2 separate regions of the Canis lupus genome follow, and region 1 is linked to region 2. A link is a contact called in public Hi-C data. All regions are on one chromosome and are shown on one strand. The core of a region is the stretch at or near the end of the contact, and the rest is flanking DNA. Distances in the headings are between cores, read along the strand shown. Region 1 overlaps LOC478670 (lipoma-preferred partner). Region 2 has its middle 4.2 kb from the start of BCL6.

Region 1 (3,878 bases), core at 1,213-3,712, 600 kb after region 2:
ATGGATATATATATATATATATATATAAACATATATGGATATATATATATCTTAAAAATATATATCTCAGAGTCATTTTCAAAATCCAGTGAATGTGTTGGTAGAGTATCATACAAAATAATAGCTGTCTCAGTAGAAGCCACTATTGTTACTGCTGCTGTTATTAAAATTAAAGCACGAATATTAGATCTGGGAGTCATAATCCATAGTTTTTCGTCCATAGATTTTTAAAAATCATTATTGTCCAAATGTAACTCTTGCTGGCTGTTTTTGAAAATAATCTTAGTTTTTGGGAGTGCCTGGGTGGTGTAGTCAGTTAAGCTTTAGACTCTTGATTGGCTTAGGTCATGATCTCAGGGTTGTGAGATCAAGCCCTGCTTTGGGCTTTGAGTTCAATGAGGAGTCTGCTTGGGATTCTCTCTCCCTCTCTTTCTCCTTGCTGATGTTCTCTTTCCCTCTCTTTCAAATAAATAAGTTACTTAAGAAATAAGATAATAACCTTAGTTTTATCCTTTTTCGTTCTATGTTGATGTTTTATGATTATCTTATTTTTTCCCTGCTTGACTGCTGATGTGTTGATATGTCCTATTTTGAATTTGTAGAACATATTTCTCAGAGACTTTACTTGAAGTATGTTGTAACAAAAAAAAAGTAGATTCATATTTGTAGTCTATTTAAGAAGGAGCATTTTTATTATTGTACTATCATACGGATACTAATGTCAATAAACATCATATAAATCAAACTATTTAAACTAGTGATTTTTATTAATTTTTAAAATTGTTTGTTTTCCAAAACATCAAATGAGGCAGAGAGAATTTTTTATTTTATTTAATTTTTTAGAGATGCTATTAATTATATTTTTAGAGGAAACAATCATTAATTAGAAATTTTATCTTGGTTCCCATTCATCTCTGGCATTCGTATTTGTGATTTTGCAAGTCTCCTGAAGTTGTATTTACATTTGGTCCATGTGTATGTCTTTTTCAGGGAAAGGGTCTATATGTCATCAGATCCTCAAAGAGATGCTTAACTCACTCATTACGAAAGATAACATCCCTTGGCTAAGAGGTCACCAGTGTCTCAACCCAGTTAGTTATATTGATGCTGCTTAATTAAATAAAAGTCAGATTTCCATTTTTCTCTTACCAGAGTTAAGGGAGACGGTTTGAAGAGAGAATGAAATATTTCATGATGGTGGCGGTGGTGGTGTTTCTGATAATAATATCAGAAAATATAATGCTTATACGATACATTATATACCATGTATGGAATTATATCATGATGTATGGTTTTGATATACCTTCCTACCATATATATTTGCACATCTCCTCTGGGCAGTACATATGCAAAGCACAGTATGGAGATGGATAAGGCATGAGTTCTTTCCTCTGAGAGGGATGCCAGGCAGGGAGAGTGACCCCATTTAGTAGTTGTCGACATCAAGTCTCCATGTTAAGATTGGTTGTACCTGGTCTTACAGGTAGACGGTAGTCAAGAAGAGATGCAAGAATAACTCTTCTGAACCAAAATCAGGTTCTTTATACTGCAGCATGTTTTCTGTTGCTTAGCATAGAACTATTACCCATACATTTTTACTTATTCCTCTTATATGTGATTTTAAAATGTCATATTTGTTCTGCTTCCATTATTGCAGTTTTGAATGATGATTCATCAGTGCAGTGGCCTATTTTAGTGAACCACAATAGCTTGGGTAGAAAGGAAAAAAAAAAAAAGATTCAACATACTCAGGAATGGAAAGCAGCCATCTTTTTATAGCTAAAATTGCAAACATCTGGCAATTACTCTATTCTACCTCCCTTCAGAAAAGAAGAATCGTCCCTTCAACTGGAGCCTGCCGCTGTGTCTAATCAAGACAGCTATGCAAGCCTCAAGGAGCAATAGGTTTTGATTCAAGGAGGCCATTGCCTAACCCAGTTGGCCAGAGTCTCTTTGGAAAGTACACTATTATTTAATGCTCTGCATATGGTACTGTATTATATAATGATAATAATGGTAATATGGCAATTAATGGCTGTAGAAAATCCCCTCTTGCTTTTCTGCCCTGGCTCATTTGTGGTGGCTCTTATGGCAGCTTTTATATTTTGAAAGTTAACTGTTCAGGTCAACTTTGCCTCTCTGTTCTCTGAAGCTTTTTGTGCTCTGGAACAGAAGGTTCAGCTACATCAGTCCAACCAATAATTACCAGCTTGATTTTGTTATTATAAACTGGTCTAGTAAAATGTTCAAGGAACAAATCAATTTCTTTTTAAAGCCTGACAGTGATCTTATAGTCAAAAAGCAATTTACTATGGTTATGGTCCCTTTGTACCCCACCCTTATTTCTTATTGAGATAATTGTTTGTGAAACTAGTTCTTCCCTCGCTGGCAAAAGTCAGCTCTGCTGGCAGGGGAAGTGAGAATGGCTGGTGGTTTGTAATACGGCTGAGAATCAGAACTTCTGCATTTTTCTCTTGGGGTTAATGCCAGCTTTCACTCTGGCCTTGACCAATCTATTCCCCATTTACCTTTCTCTTCCGCTAGGCCACTGGAGGGTAGAGGTGGACTTTTCCTTTCCTGGGTTCTGCCAACCTTATTACCACTGTTCTCTTTTGCCATGGGCAATCTTGGTCAGTGATCCTCAGTAATTTTGAAGGAATGGAAAAGCTCTAGTAGGAAAAAAAACGAAAAACAAAAAACAAAAAAAACCCAGCAAGGTTCAAGTATGGTGATGTTCAAAAACAACCTCAAGTACTAAAAATAGTCTGTTTTCTAGTGTTAGCATATTATGGTACTTGGAAATCATAGAAGTTTTGTGGGGGCCCCCGAGCTTATTTCATATGTCTGTCTTTTGCTTTTATGCCTTGGGTAGAACTATGTTCAGTACTGAAAGCCACAGCTTTTCCCTTGATACAAGAAGTTTGCTAAGTACTGTCTCCTACCAGTCTTCCCAAAATCCCAATGAATTTAGCAAACATCTCATTAACCTGAATGCAGTGTTAGAAGAGGTAAGAATATAACCAGGAATGTTCTGGGGAATGAATGAATGAATAAATGAATGAATGAATGAAAATGAACAAGTAGTCCTAACAACCCAAAATGGGTATCTTAATCCATATGGTTATTCCATGCAGAGCCATAGTGATCTCTGGAATTCCAAGTGCATGTCCCCTTTGCTCTGTCTCCATCCAGTGTGTTCTTGGTAGCTCTAGCCTCTCTCCCTCATAGAACTCATCGTAGAGCTTGGAACTTGCTTATTACAAGCTAGTATTCTAGCTCGTTTGCTTTTCTCCTTGAGGACATTGCTCATGTGGAAAGGGTATGCCAGGGTCCCTTCCCTTTTACTTTAGGGTGTCAAGTCTGCACACTTCTGAGAATACAGCCAGTGCCGTGTTGCAGGGGACAAGGGGCTTTAGATGTCTCTCAATGATTCTCTACCCTCACTACACTTACTAGTCATCTGGGACCTCCAAAAATTACCAAGGCTTGGGCCTCATTCTCAGATATTCTAATATCATTGGTCTGGGACTGGCACCCTTTTTGGGGAACCCTTCTCAAGTTTCAGAAAGTACTGAGGTGGCCCACTCTCTTACCTGATACTAATCACTGATATACCATCGTCTTTGGACAGCTCTGATGTGTTTTGAAAGTTTACCTTTACCTTTGATTTGAAATCTGCCTTCAGAAAATGTGGGCATATCTCTTAGTCACATTTATAATCTCTAGCCAGAGTTTAGTTAGTACTTAAAGCTATAAGCACCTGTCCTCCAAGCAAAACAACAACAACAACAACAACAATAACAGAAAAGCAACTATGGCAATGTGGTCACTTTTCTCCAATTGTGACCCAGTCCTCATTATATGGGACCTCTCCCTTT
Region 2 (4,235 bases), core at 290-2,789:
GACAAACTCCTTTACCTAGCTTCAGCCACTCCACCGACGCCGCACACAACACTCCTAACACAGAAACAAACTGCCAAGATAACGGAGCTGTCAAAAGAGAATTGACAAGTGCAAGGGCCCAGACCTGGACTGGCCCGACCCCAACCCCGCCCCCAGCCGCAGGAACCACCAAGCGACACCTAAACGTCGTCTTTCCGCCCACACACTTTCTCCCCGCTGCCTTTTCAGGAGCTCTGGATTTTCAATTAGGCACCTCGAGGAGAAGGCAGGTCTTCCAAAGGAGTTGGAGAAGAAAAAAAAAAAAAAAAAAGAGGGACCGTTCCCTCTTAAAAAAAAAAAAAAGAAAAAGAAAAAGGCAGAGAGGGAAGAGAAGACAGCAGCAGGAGAAGGTGGAGACAAGAGAGGAAGTGAGAGGGGGACGAGCGAGGGCGAGCCGGTCCGAAGGCCCCATCCATCCCCTCCCGCACACCTGCACGGCCCCAGCCCTGCCCGCGGCCTCGCGCAGCCCGACCTTACCGTACCTGCCCGCCAGGGACCGCCCACCCCCGGGCGCAGCCCCCGCGGAGGCCCCGAGGAGAGACCGTGGCAGCCCTTAATTTGGTGACATTCAAATACAACGTTTCGTGCACTTCGGTAGCTAACATTGTGTGTGCCTTTTTTTTTTTTTTTTTTTTTTTTTCCTGTTACGCTGTCAAGGCAGGGGCTAGTGAGGGGAATGGCACAGCCCTCTCATTCCCGGAACGTAGTCGATCTCCGCTCAGCGGATTTCACAGAACACTCTCTGCCTATCGCCGGCTCCAACGAGAAGTAACTTTCCAGGAAGCTGCCGGCCCCCGACGGCCGCCAGGATCGCCGCCTGCGCCGCGAGGGCCGCCGGGGATTCACCCGGGGAGGGGAGGGGACGGGGGGGCGGGGAGGCGCACTTTCCCCTAAATCCCTCGCCCGCGCGGGTCCAGCTCTCTGCATTCACCCGACCCTCCCCCCACCCCCCACCCCCCGCAACAGTCTTATAAATGGGGAAACTCGCGCAAGTTAGCAGCCGAGCCCATCTAGAACCCAGGAATTCGGGGCCAACCTGAGGCTCATTTCATGACTTCAAAAATTGCCCAATTCTGGCCTTTGCTCGCCTCGTGAGTCATGTATTTATTTTTGCCTTTTGCTTGCCTCCGCCCCCTTTAAGAGGGCGGTGAAGCCGGGCGTCAAGGTCAGGCAGCAGCGAGTCCCCGCGCTGAGGGTCTCCGTCCGCGCGCCCGGCCGACGCGCAGGAAAACCAAACCGAAAGCCCCTTCCGCCTACGCTGGCAAGTAGGGGAGCCCTGCTAGGCTCAGTTTCCGCCCCCAAGTCTTTAGAAAAGGAGCTGCGAGGCCGAACCCGACCAGGTTTCGGGATTTCGGAACCCGATTTCCCCGCAACCGTAGAGGCGCCGTTAGGCTCCCGCGGGCCGGCCGGGGCGCTGACCCCAGCGCGCGGGCGCGCTCCAAGGATGCCTCGCTCTCTCGGGGCCTGCCTTGGGGCTCTAAGCCCCGGACACCCTCTCCTTGCAGGCGCCGGCCGTGGGCTCCGGGAGGAATCTCCCGGGGCGAGGGGCGGGAAGGACGCAGCGCCGGAGGCCGCAGTCCAGTCCTCGAGCCGGCGCGGGGCGTCAGAGCGCGCGGCGCATCCCGGCAGCCGCGGAGGCGGGTCGGGCCGGTCGGTGAGGACTGGGCCTCGGCGGCCTCAGAGAGTCGCACTTTGAGACTTTCTCATCCCTTCGCCCGGTGTAATAAAGGTGAAAGCGAAGGTTGAGATTTAATGCGGAGTGGGGTGAGCATCTAGGAAGGGAAGTTAAAATTAAGTACATGCACTTATTGGAAATTAGGGCTCCCGTGGTTCCGGGAGCTCAAACCTACTCATGTCTTACCGCGGCTAAACACTAGGGAGAGCCCTCCACCAAGGCTCCAAGCCGACAAGCCCCGTGTAGCCCCGCCTCTCCTTCCCATTGACCTACTTTAGACACAGTCTCCAGATCTGGAGAACGCCTTTTGCAACCCCCCCCCCCCCCGCCCCACCTTCCCCCCGCCCCTTCTCTATCCCGGCCGGCCGTTGGATTATAGTGGTAATCTAATAACTCCGATAACTCGCCGAGAAATGCAGAGGAGAACCTGGAAGTGCAAAGCACTGCTGAGGGGCAGGAACGAGAAATTTTATGGGGCTGGAGCTGCCGTGGTGAAACCAGCCAGCATCAGGGCTCCCGCCGGCGCGCTCCCTTTCTGCGCCGCAGCTCAGCCAACGAGCTGCTCCAGTTCCGCCGCGGTGGTCCAGCCGGGCGGGGGGGGCGGGGGGGGGTCAAAGCGCGCGGCTGTTTTGGGTTTAAGGGTGAAACACTCTTCGCTCTCTTGACCGAGGGGCGGGAGGGCAGAGGAGACGGCAACACATGAAAGCGAATTTGATAACGCGGTAGCCTCGGCAGTCGCTCTGGGTGACCGAGGTGTTCAGGGACATTATGTCCTGACTTTATTTCTATCACGTTTCCTGCCAACAGCGCTCTTTCAAGCCTGCAAGCTTCTAGGAAATGCAATAAAATAGAGGGATGTGTTTTATCATCACGATCTGAAGAGGAGCTGCAGAAGGGACGCTCCCCATGCCCCCGGCTCGCGACAGCCTTCCAGAAAAAGCCGGCAGACAATGCCCGCAAACCACGTCCCCGGGCAAAGCTATCTCGGCCATCCAGGCTGGACTGGGCTCCGCCCTTGCAAAAAGGCTGCCAGGGGAGGGGAGCGGCATGATGTCCCCAAGCAAACAATGCCTTTAAAAATCCGATCTGGACGAAAGTCAGCCAAGGTCTTTATTCACGTTAATGAAGATGGAAGGCACTAACTGTCCTTGGAAAGCGATGAGTCAAACTTGACCGCTCTTCAAACACATCCCCAGATTCGTTTCCAACCCGAACAGAGGCGCGTTTCTCCGACGCGGCCTCCGACAGCTCCCGCAGTGGGAGAGGCTGAACTGGATTCCCTCGGACCGCAGCATCTCCCGCGGGCGCGCGCCGGGGCCGTCGCTAGGGGTCGCCGGCACCCCTGTGTGCCTTTGCCACCCTAAGTTTTGAGCTCAGAGAAGATAAAACTTCGCTTAATAAGAAGCTGCTGTGGCCCAAATTCTACGAGGATTACACTCTGCCTGTCCATATGACACCTCCCCCCCCCATACACACACACACGCACATGCACACAGCCCTGGGTTCTGGCCAAGCCACTAAGCAGTTTGGAAGGAAGGGAAAGAAGGTGATTTCAGAAGGCCAAATGTGAGCCTCCTCCTGTGAAGCGAGGTACATCTCTGCAAGTCTAGGGACTGGGACTTAGTTACCCACTAACACCCACACACACCCCTCAAAGGCCTGGGACCCCACCGCTCAGCACTACAGCAGGCTGTCCACCCATGCCTGTCACTGAAAATCTTATGGCATACTTTCTAAAAGTTCTCCAGGGCATCTGGGGAACTGTTTCCAGCTACGCTGACCTGAGACATTAAAACCCTGGCCCTCTCCTACTGCTGCTCCCTTCTCCTAGATACTTCAACGGAGCGGAGATACACTAGCCTTTGACTCTAAGTCACTGACCTGGAACTCAGAAAGGCAAAAATCTGGTCCAGGTTAGGGTACTAAGGCACGGGCAACAGGCCCTCCCCTCTCATGAGGCCGCCTGTTTCCTCAACTGTAACGAGTTTATGTCCTATAGTTCCCCCCCACCCCCATGTGTCTCTCCACTACCCACTTCACCCTGGGAGACGCCCAAACGGCAGATTGGGTGTGTTCAAAAGGGTTATCTCATTAAAGGTTCTCGTAAGGAGGCGGATGGCCCTCTCTGAGCCTCGGTGGACAGGGCGAGCACCTGGAGGCTTCCTAAATTTTCATCCATCTTACCAAAGTTTTGGAAGCCGCGTGTCATCCTCACTGGATGCTGCCCTCTCTTGTCAGCCCTAGCACCCGTGCATTCAGGATACTTGGAGACCTGGAAGGTGACAGGGTCGGTCCACCGCCCCAGGCAAGGGGGGGGGGGACTCGGCTACGATTTACCACTAGGTGGCAGACTCAGTCCGTTCGAAAAGCACCGCGCAGCCACAGCTTTCCACTACCGACTGCCCTCCGCTTTTTTTTTTTTTTTTTTTTTTTTTTTTGATCTGTTAGCGGGAGGAGGTCGCCTCTATAGGCAACGCTGCAAAACATTTAATTTACTGGATGCAATTCCGTTCTTCCCGAT

Evidence for each region. Hi-C and Micro-C count contacts between places; a contact is called where the count stands out from the background.
Region 1: a Hi-C map of blood shows a contact between it and region 2, with 7 times the contacts expected there. The contact joins two enhancer-like sites. A contact is called at or near these places in 2 of 9 Hi-C or Micro-C datasets (blood and skin fibroblasts).

What each region holds. Positions count from the first base shown.
Region 1 is chr34:20,909,094-20,912,971 of UU_Cfam_GSD_1.0, forward strand. The region is part of intron 3 of LOC478670 (lipoma-preferred partner); the gene reads left to right. LOC111093965 (a long non-coding RNA gene) reads right to left here. Exons shown (of 6, transcript XR_005383901.1): 4 at 2,529-2,669. Among named protein-coding and RNA genes, the nearest start is that of MIR28, 250 kb to the right of the region's middle. Within about 2 kb of position 2,463, at least 2 of the 20 cell types and tissues checked have an H3K27ac peak or open chromatin away from gene starts, as enhancers often do.
Region 2 is chr34:20,309,077-20,313,311 of UU_Cfam_GSD_1.0, forward strand. No RefSeq gene overlaps it. Among named protein-coding and RNA genes, the nearest start is that of BCL6, 4.2 kb to the left of the region's middle. Within about 2 kb of position 1,540, at least 10 of the 20 cell types and tissues checked have an H3K27ac peak or open chromatin away from gene starts, as enhancers often do.